Linked DNA regions of Mus musculus: region 1 is linked to region 2. Evidence: chromatin contacts called from public promoter capture Hi-C data. All regions are on one chromosome and are shown on one strand. The core of a region is the stretch at or near the end of the contact, and the rest is flanking DNA. Distances in the headings are between cores, read along the strand shown. Region 1 holds the start of S100a9 (S100 calcium binding protein A9 (calgranulin B)). Region 2 holds the start of S100a2 (S100 calcium binding protein A2).

Region 1 (4,155 bases), core at 1,307-3,806, 110 kb before region 2:
GGAAAAAGAAGGAAAAGAAAAGAAAAGAAAAGAAAAGAAAAGAAAAGAAAAGAAAAGAAAAGAAAAGAAAAGGAAAAGAAAAGAAAGAAAAGAATACTGGCATGAATATGAGAAAAGGGGAACTTGTTAGGAATGTAACTTAATCCAATTACTATGCAAATCAGCGTGGAGATTCTTTATAAAGCTCAACCTTGCTATTCCCGAGTTTATAGCCAAAGGCATAAAAGTCATCATACAATTTACATAACTGCACATCTATGTTTGTTGTGGAACTATTCACTATAGCCAACATATACAAGTCTGGGTGCCCAACAATAGATGAGTGAATAAAGAGAATTGGTATACACGCATAAGAAAGTATGCTGGTGAGGATGTGGAGAAAGAGGAACACTCCTCCATTGCTGGTGGGATTGCAAGCTTGTACAACCACTCTGGAAATCAGTCTGGCGGTTCCTCAGAAAACTGGACATAGTACTAATGATAGATCCAGCAATACCTCTCCTGGGCATATACCCAGAAGATGTTCCAACTGGTAAGAAGGACACATGCTCCACTATGTTCATAGCAGCCTTATTTATAATAGCCAGAAGCTGGAAAGAACCCAGATGCCCCTCAACAGAGGAATGGACACAGAAAATGTGGTACATTTACACAATGGAGTACTACTCAGCTATTAAAAACAATGAATTTATGAAATTCTTGATCAAATGGATGTATCTGGAGGATATCATCCTGAGTGAGGTAACCCAATCACAAAAGTAGTCACTTGATATGCACTCACTGATAAGTGGATATTAGCCCAGAAACCTAGAATACCCAAGATACAACTTCCAAAACACAAGAAAATCAAGAAGGAAGACTAATGCATGGATACTTCATTCCTTCCTAGAATAGGGAATAAAATATCCATGGAAGGAGTTGTAGAGACAAAGTTTGGAGCTAAAATGAGAGGTTGGACCATCCAGAGACTGTTCCACACAGGGGTCCATCCCATAATCAGCCACCAAATCAGGCACAGTGCCTGGCAAATACAAAAGTGGATGCTCACAGTCACCTATTAGATGGAACACAGGACCCCCAATGTAGGAGCTAGAGAAAGTACCCAAGAGCTGAATGGGTCTGCAACCCTATAGGTGGAACAGCAATATGAACTAATCAGTGCCCCCAGAACTCATGTCTCTAGCTGCATATGTAGCAGAAGATGGCCTAGTTGATCATCATCAGGAAGAGAGGCCCCTTGGTCAAGAAAACTTTATATGTCCCAGTACAGAGGAAAGCCAGGGCCAAGAAGTGGGAGTGAGTTTGTAGGGGAACAGGGCGGTGGGAGGGTATAGGGGACGTTTGGGATAGCATTTGAAATGTAAGTGAAGAAAATATCTAATAAAAAAAGTCAAAAGAAAGAAAGAAAGAAAGTATTCAGCCATAAAGAAGAACAAATTGTACCATTTGTAAGAAAACGAATGGACCTAGGGATTATCATGTTAAACATAATAAACTAGACTCACAAGACAAGCACTACATGTTCTCTCTATATGAAAATTAAGGTTAAAAGAAAAAGAAAATGCAAGCAAAGTAAGGGCTGAGGGTGGAACCCTTGATGCCCAGCCCGCTGCCCCTGCCAGGCTACTAAAGAAACATTGCTTTCTGATGCATGTGTAAAGGGTGACTTAATTAACCCCTGCCCCCAGGAAAGGATGTGAAAAAAGACTATCAGAGAGGTACAAGGAGAAAAGAGGAATAGAGAGATGGGATAAGAAAAGAAAATAGAAGGAAATTTTTTATCAAAATATATTATATGAAAGTCATTGTTCTGTTTAGTTGTTATAGGCTAATAACAATCATTTTTTTTAATCAGCTACCTTCTAGGATATAAGTTCCTAGGGGACATAAATGACAACTGGGAATAGGATTTGGAAGAGTGACACTGAGAACCACTGAAGATAGCTCCCCTCTCAGATGCAAGGGGGAGAATGTAGTAGTAAATACCCTTAAAAAGAACTGGGATGTCTGAGTACAGCCCCTGCTAGGTCACATGCTAGCTAAATGATCTTAAGTCCCCTTCTGAACATAACATTCCTCTCCATTGGGAAAGAGCTACCACCTCTGAGGAGCTTCTTAACACTAATTCCATTCAAGAACGCCATGAGGACCCCCTCACCCTTCCTCAAAGGAGCCAGGAAAACACATGAGAAGGCTCAGACCATAAACTCAGGGGATAGAGCCAGAATGAGATGGCCACAATGATTCGCCTGCCACCCTCTGTATATTACAAGTCAGGACAAGGAAATGAAAGGTATCAAAGATGGCAGGTAGGCTGTCTTGCTTAAGATTTGGGCGGGGAGGGGTTAGGGGGAGGTTGGATGGAAGGGAAGTGAGCCAACTAACCAGTTTCCCCCCAAACAAGCTCCAAGCCCAGGGCTGGGAATTTCACAAAACATCAGAGCTGTGTGAACATTTCCTGCCCCACCCCAGCTCCCTGACTGTCAGAGTTACCACACTGCTCACCTGTGAAGCAATCTTCCCCGAGATAACCATGTATCTAACAAGGAGCTGCCTATAAATACTGGGCTTACACTGCTCTTACCAACATCTGTGACTCTTTAGCCTTGGTAAGTAAGCTTCATTTTCCGTGGAGAGGAGTCTCCCTACTAGATCTTTTGTTCCTTCCCTTGGCCAACTTTCCTCCAAGCCTTCCTCTTGAAGCCCTCCTAGGTTGATCTATTCATTTTATATCTTCCTTCACTTTTTCTAAGAATGTTGTGCTATAAAATATTTTTGTTTTTTGCATTCCATCAATAGTCAAAATTCTGTTTTGTGTATATGTGGAGGGAAGCTGTCTCTCCATTATGTAGCACCCTACCTGTTCTTTTTATTTTGTGCTCCCCTCCTTATCTTGCCTAACAGTGGCCAGAGACTAGGTCAGGGAAGCTTGGTATCCCATTCTTTTATTTGTAACTTTTGTTTCCCCTATTTTCAAAGAAGAGCAAGAAGATGGCCAACAAAGCACCTTCTCAGATGGAGCGCAGCATAACCACCATCATCGACACCTTCCATCAATACTCTAGGAAGGAAGGACACCCTGACACCCTGAGCAAGAAGGAATTCAGACAAATGGTGGAAGCACAGTTGGCAACCTTTATGAAGGTGAGGCTTGGCTTGTGAGAGAAGAGGGTGCAATCTGCAGCAGTCTGAGAACAAATTCTAGCACCGGGGGCAGTAGGGCTCTGCCATTAGAGGCACTCAAAGTTAGCCATGAGTCAGGAAATGGTTCAGTTGAACATCTGCAATGTGTGGTGCCCTATTTGGGGCAGAGGGCTGCAGAGATGATCTAGGAACCCATATCCCAGTGTTGGTGACACATAACTTTAAGAACACAAGGGAATTCAATGACCTAAGAGTTGGGAGGATGGTGAGACAGTTCTGTGGATAGTCTGGGAATGAGTGACTATGATTTATAGATAGATAGATGAAGAAGAAGAGGAAGAAGAAGAAGAAGAAGAAGAAGAAGAAGAAGAAGAAGAAGAAGAAGAAGAAGAAGAAGAAGAAGAAGAAGAAGAAGAAGAGAAGGAGGAGGAGGAGGAAGATAGATAAATGATAGATTGATAGATAGATAGATAGATAGATAGATAGATAGATAGATAGATAGATAGATAGATGATAGACAGAGAGACGAATAGATATACCGACAGATAAATAAATAATAAATAGATAGTAGGAGCCAGGCAGTGGTGGCACACACCTTTAATCCCAGCACTTGGGAGGCAGAGGCACGAGGATTTCTGAGTTCGAGGCCAGCCTGGTCTACAGCGTGAGTTCCAGGACAGCTGGGACTACACAAAGGAACCCTGTCTTGAAAAATCAAAAAAATTAAAATTAAAAAAATTTTAAACAATAAATAGATAGTAGGTAAGGAGAAAGAGAGAGACAGAGAAAGAGCCTTTGAGGGAGTAATACTTTAAATGAAACCTAGTCCCTGGTTAAAGACTCAAGGGATCTTAAAACAATGAGATGACAGGTTCAGTTAGTTCCTGGAGAAGGAAGTTAAAACCCACTACCCTTCAAGATGGGCTTTATTACAATAGAGATCATCAAGACGATGAAGGCCATAGTCCAGCCTTTAGGTAAAAGAACTTTTATATTCATTGTGAGGACATT
Region 2 (4,713 bases), core at 224-2,723:
GGGCTACATAGAGAAACCCTGCCTCCAAAAACCTAAAAAAAAAAAAAAAAAAAAGAGTAGAACCTTTGGCCTCAGAAAGTTGGGGTACAGTACGGAAGGTGTTAGAAACCAGGATCTCCTCTGTTCCCAGGCCTTTAACTGACCCAGTCAAGGCACAAGGCATCACTGAGCCATTATAATACTCTCCACCAGCAAACTAACAAAAGTTTATTTAATACAAACTTAAAAAGATAGAGAGTTGTTTCAACCAAGAGATCCACGGCAGGTAGTGGAGCGCTGGGGACCCCTCAAGGAAGTTATTAAACCAGATAGCAGAATCCACCAGAACCAGGGCATACATCCGGAAGTCCACCTGCTGGTCACTGTCCTTATCGAGGTTGTTCATTTCCTTCTTCACCTTCTCATCATCTACGTTATCCTGAAGGTGACAGGGACAGGAGTCATCACGGAGTGGGGCACTGCCCAACCCACCTCCAACACCTTCCCTGACATCAGCGTGCAGCTTTTATTTCCAAGATGGGCAGCCAGGTCTACCGTGGGCGGGAAACCCTTGTGAGGTACCAAGAAGGTCAGTAAGGAAGGACAGATAGACTTATGATGTAAGTGTCTCCAATAGGCCTACTGGAGTGTGTGTGCGTGTGTGTGTGGGGGGGGGGGGGTTCCTGGGTATTCCTCAGAGTATGAAGAAACTAATCTTTGCTAGGCCCCAGCTTCATCTTGATAATGAGAAAATCAGAGCTTCACTGCCCTCCCTACCCCCCATCAGTAGGATGAATTCAAACAAGACAAACCTTTCCATACCAGCCAAAACAATGAAAAAGAATTAACCCAAAATGAAGAAGGGGGGGGGCAAGACCTGCCTCATACATTAAGTTCTGAGACCTAGCTCTATAATTACCCATTAGTCTGTACAGGGCAGGAGACAAATTGAGAGGTCACAGCGCTTCTCTGGCAAATGCCCCAGGGTGTATGTCTTGGCTAGAATCCACTCTCTCTATATACATTCTTGGTTTGGCATATAAATGTGTAAAATAAAAAGAGAAATTAATGCCCACCAATAATGTCCTTGTGTGACCCATGGCCAGCTGCTACCTTTCTCTGAGTTTGGGACCATTCAACTAGCCAATTACAGGATTAGACAGATAGACTCTGGAGCCCCCAATAGCATTGTGCTCAAGAATGCTGAAGCCATCAATAGCCCTTTCACATATAGACCTAATGGGCACCCCAGGGACTGTGAAATGAGGGCTGATGGGAAATCCTCAGTGCCACCCTGGCACTGGCACTAGCAGGCACCTTGGAAATGAAAGCAGGAACAGACTTGCCCTACCTAGCCCAGGCTCCCCTCCTGGCCTGCCTCACTACCCCCACATAGCTCAGCAGCTCCTTACGCAAAAGCTCCTTTATCTCCCCTTTGTTGTGTTTGAGCCTCTCGTCCTCTTGACTGGCGTACTTGTGGAAGGTATAGACCATCACATCCACAACCTATTGCAGGTCACTAGACGCCTTAAGTCCAGTCTCCAAGGCCTGCTTCTGTGTCACCAAGCCCCTCCAGGAATGACAAGTCACCGCCTGCCTGCATTCTGCCCTGCAAGTATGGCTGTCTAAGGACGAGGGTCCACACTTCCACTTTACACTGTAACCAGACGTTAAACTTTCCTGTGCTGTGCGAGTCATCTAGAGCAGAACCTTGTGTCCTGAAGACCTATCTCTGAAGGTAGATCTTCCAGCCTGAGTGTCCAATGGGAGATGAGGAGAGGCATGAGAAGGGGAGGGGTTGCAGGATATCTAGAGTCTCAGTTGGATTCCTATCTGTGCCAGGAATGCAGAGCACAGATGTGTCCATGGGCTCCCAGAATCACCTGGCAATAATCATCAGAACAGCCCAGGAGTATAAGACTCCATGACGGGATCAAACCGTTCACAAACTCTAGGTCAGAGTCTCTGCCATCTTAAGCTCCCGTAAGCAAGAGTGCTTCCTTCTTCATACCAGGGACGCTCGTAGAGTGACAGGTGTGCCTGCTACCAGGCTGAGCTTTAGCTGTGTGCACAGTGCTGGTTCTTTGCAGTCAGGGCCTAGGCAGGATGTAAGTGACTCAACATCCTCTCCAACAGGAAGGATTCGGCTGAAGTTAGAACTGAAGAAATTAAATGGCCAGTGTCTTGTGGTCAGGCTAGAAGCTGAAGAGATACGGTCAGAAGTCAGGGGTCACCTCTTCCAAATTCCTCTAAGAATATTGAGTGGGTTCCAGAGTAAGGCCAGAGGAGGCAGTGTTGGAGTCAGGAAAGCCTCCAGCCTGCGCTGCCAGCCCTGCTCTGCTAGTCCCACCCTCATCTACTTAGAAAAGCACAGGAGGTAGCCTTGGGCATGGCTCTGCCACTACAGACAGGACTAGGGACCCAGGCAGGGCTAAGCACTGAGAGCCTGTCTCTCTGCCTTCTTAGTCCTAAAAGAATCCGAGACGTTGCAAAAGCAAGAACAACTCAGTATTGATTGTGACATGTCACTGTACAACCTAGTGTGACCTTGACCTCATGACTTTACTGCCTCAGTCTCCTGAGAGTGGGATTACCGGCCGGCTCCATTGTATCTGCCTCAAATTGGGGATTCTTATAGTTTTTTAATATTTTTTTATTTTTTTTAAGATTTATTTATTTATTATATGTAAGTACACTGTAGCTGTCTTCAGACACCCCAGAAGAAGGCATCAGATCTCATTACAGGTGATTGTGAGCCACCATGTGGTTACTGGAATTTGAACTCAGGACTTTCGGAGGGCAGTCAGTGCTTTTACCCGCTGAGCCATCTCACCAACCCCAGGATTCTTATAAAAACACCGCTCACATATCCATGACCTATTCCTAGGCCTAACCACCCCCCCCCAAAAAAAGTTCCCTAAATAGTCATATCTAAACTGAGAGACACAGAGACCTCAGACACAGAGACTGGAGAACAAGCAACAGAGTAAGCCCCTAAGCCCTCAAAGGAGAATGTGGGAAAGACCCTTCCACCTGAATCTTCACTGAGAGGATCCCTTCAAATGAGAGATCCCACCAGCAAGTCAAAGAAAATCTACAAGGACCAGGATCAAGATGGAACGAAGATAGAAACCCAAGTCCTCTACAGGACAGAGGTACTCACCAGATCAGATAGCAGAGAGACCCAGGAGGAATTAAAATGGTCAAGACACCCAGGGTAGAGATTTATATGCCAGCCCAACTGACCTCCAATTTGTCATTTTGGAGAAACAGAACTTGTCCTAACCTGTTCTTGGCAAAATCTGGCCTCCTTCCACCCCATATATTCCCTCCCAGGTAGCACTGGTCTCAGCACCAGCTGGAGGAACCTCCAGGCCCAACCAAGAGCATACCTGAGCTCATCTAGGCCCCAGCAAGAAAACAGAGGTGTGGTGGGAATGGGGAGTGTACTGGCTAGTTGTGTGTGTCAACTTAACACAAACTGGAGTTATCACAGAGAAAGGAGACTCCCTTGAGGAAATGCCTCTATGAGATCTAGCTGTAAGGCATTTTCTCACTTGGTGATCAAGGTAGAAGGGCCCATTGTGAGTGGTGCCATCACTAGGCTGGTAGTTCTGGGTTCTATTAGAAAGCAAGCTGAGCAAGCCAGGGGAAGCAAGAGAGTAAGCAACACTCCTCCATGGCCTCTGCATCAGCTCCTGCCTCCAAGTTCCTCTGGTGATGAACAGCGATGTGGGAGTGCAAGCTGTTTTGTGCAGGAGTACAAACCCTGACTAAGATAGGGAGCCTGGTCAGGGATGAGAGGAGACAGCTCCTATTCTGGAGCCTAGACACTCATTCCAAGCCTGGTTTTCATGTTATGCCTGTGAGTCACAGTTCCTTCCAGTGTCAGAGAATGCAGTGACACAGAGTGGGTGGGAACTTCACAGCCTGTGCTCACTCGTGTGTGTGTGTGTGTGTGTGTGTGTGTGTGTGTGTGTGTGTGTGCGCGCGCGCGCGCGCGCGCGTGCATGTGGAAAGAGAGAAAAACAGTCCTGACCACCCTTAGAAAACTGGCGTCCAAAAATACAGCTGGGGCATCCAGAAGAGGATGCCAGGAAGTCAAAGAAATCTTTTCTTATTGTTTTGTTTTGCTGTAAATGCCTGGCACCAGAACACCTCTTAAAGAGGTATTGAGGTGACTGGATCTGGTTAAAACTGCTTCAAAAGGAGCAATGGAGGTTGCTCTGCATCAGACACAGCTGCAGTGAGCAAGAGTCTGTGCAGAATGCAAGAGAGCACCAAAGAGGAGGAAAGGGAGACATGAGCTTCCTCTTCTTCGTTTTCCATAGAAGTGAGTGGCTAGGAAAGACTGCCCTGCCCAGAGTTGAAAACAGGGGCCTGGACCCAGCCATGCCCTCCCTCAGGCCCTCACCGGTCCCCAGAGTGTCTTCTCCATGGAGAAAAACAAACACTGTGTCCTTTAGCTGGGCCCAAGGGAGGGGTCTTCAAGGAGGAGCTGACTTTAAGACTTCGGACTCCGTACTGCCCCCTTCCGCTCCTTACCCCATCCCCAGTTGGGCACCGCCCTTCCTGTGGACCCAGCTCTCTTCCCCCTCCAGACACCAAGCAGCTTCTCTCAGCTCCCCCAGGGCAGGGTGACTCACCCGTGGTTCCAAGCCCAGATACCCAGGTGGTGAGTCAGCGGCACACCCTGCTCCCCGGGGCCAGAGCAGCAGCCGGAAACCCCAACCC

What was found. Capture Hi-C pulls out chosen DNA fragments and counts their contacts.
Region 1: a promoter capture Hi-C map of adipose tissue shows a contact between it and region 2. The contact joins the promoter of S100a9 here to the promoter of S100a2 in region 2. A contact is called at or near these places in 10 of 39 promoter capture datasets (the C10 cell line, cranial neural crest, embryonic stem cells and 6 more), 2 of 15 datasets of contacts at CTCF or cohesin (the G1E-ER4 cell line and embryonic stem cells), 70 of 484 Hi-C or Micro-C datasets (B cells, the Ba/F3 cell line, CD4 T cells and 35 more), 7 of 115 datasets of contacts at active chromatin or transcription factors (astrocytes, bone marrow-derived dendritic cells, embryonic stem cells and 4 more) and 5 of 9 other capture datasets (adipose tissue, embryonic stem cells, liver and 2 more).

The regions. Positions count from the first base shown.
Region 1 is chr3:90,694,122-90,698,276 of GRCm38.p6, reverse strand. S100a9 (S100 calcium binding protein A9 (calgranulin B)) reads left to right here and starts at 2,556. Exons shown (of 3, transcript NM_001281852.1): 1 at 2,556-2,609; 2 at 2,980-3,144. The coding sequence starts at 2,992.
Region 2 is chr3:90,587,007-90,591,719 of GRCm38.p6, reverse strand. S100a2 (S100 calcium binding protein A2) reads right to left here and starts at 1,473. Exons shown (of 2, transcript NM_001195760.1): 1 at 1,366-1,473; 2 at 212-418. The coding sequence starts at 1,473. The coding sequence ends at 212. It also overlaps a transcript of S100a3 not described here.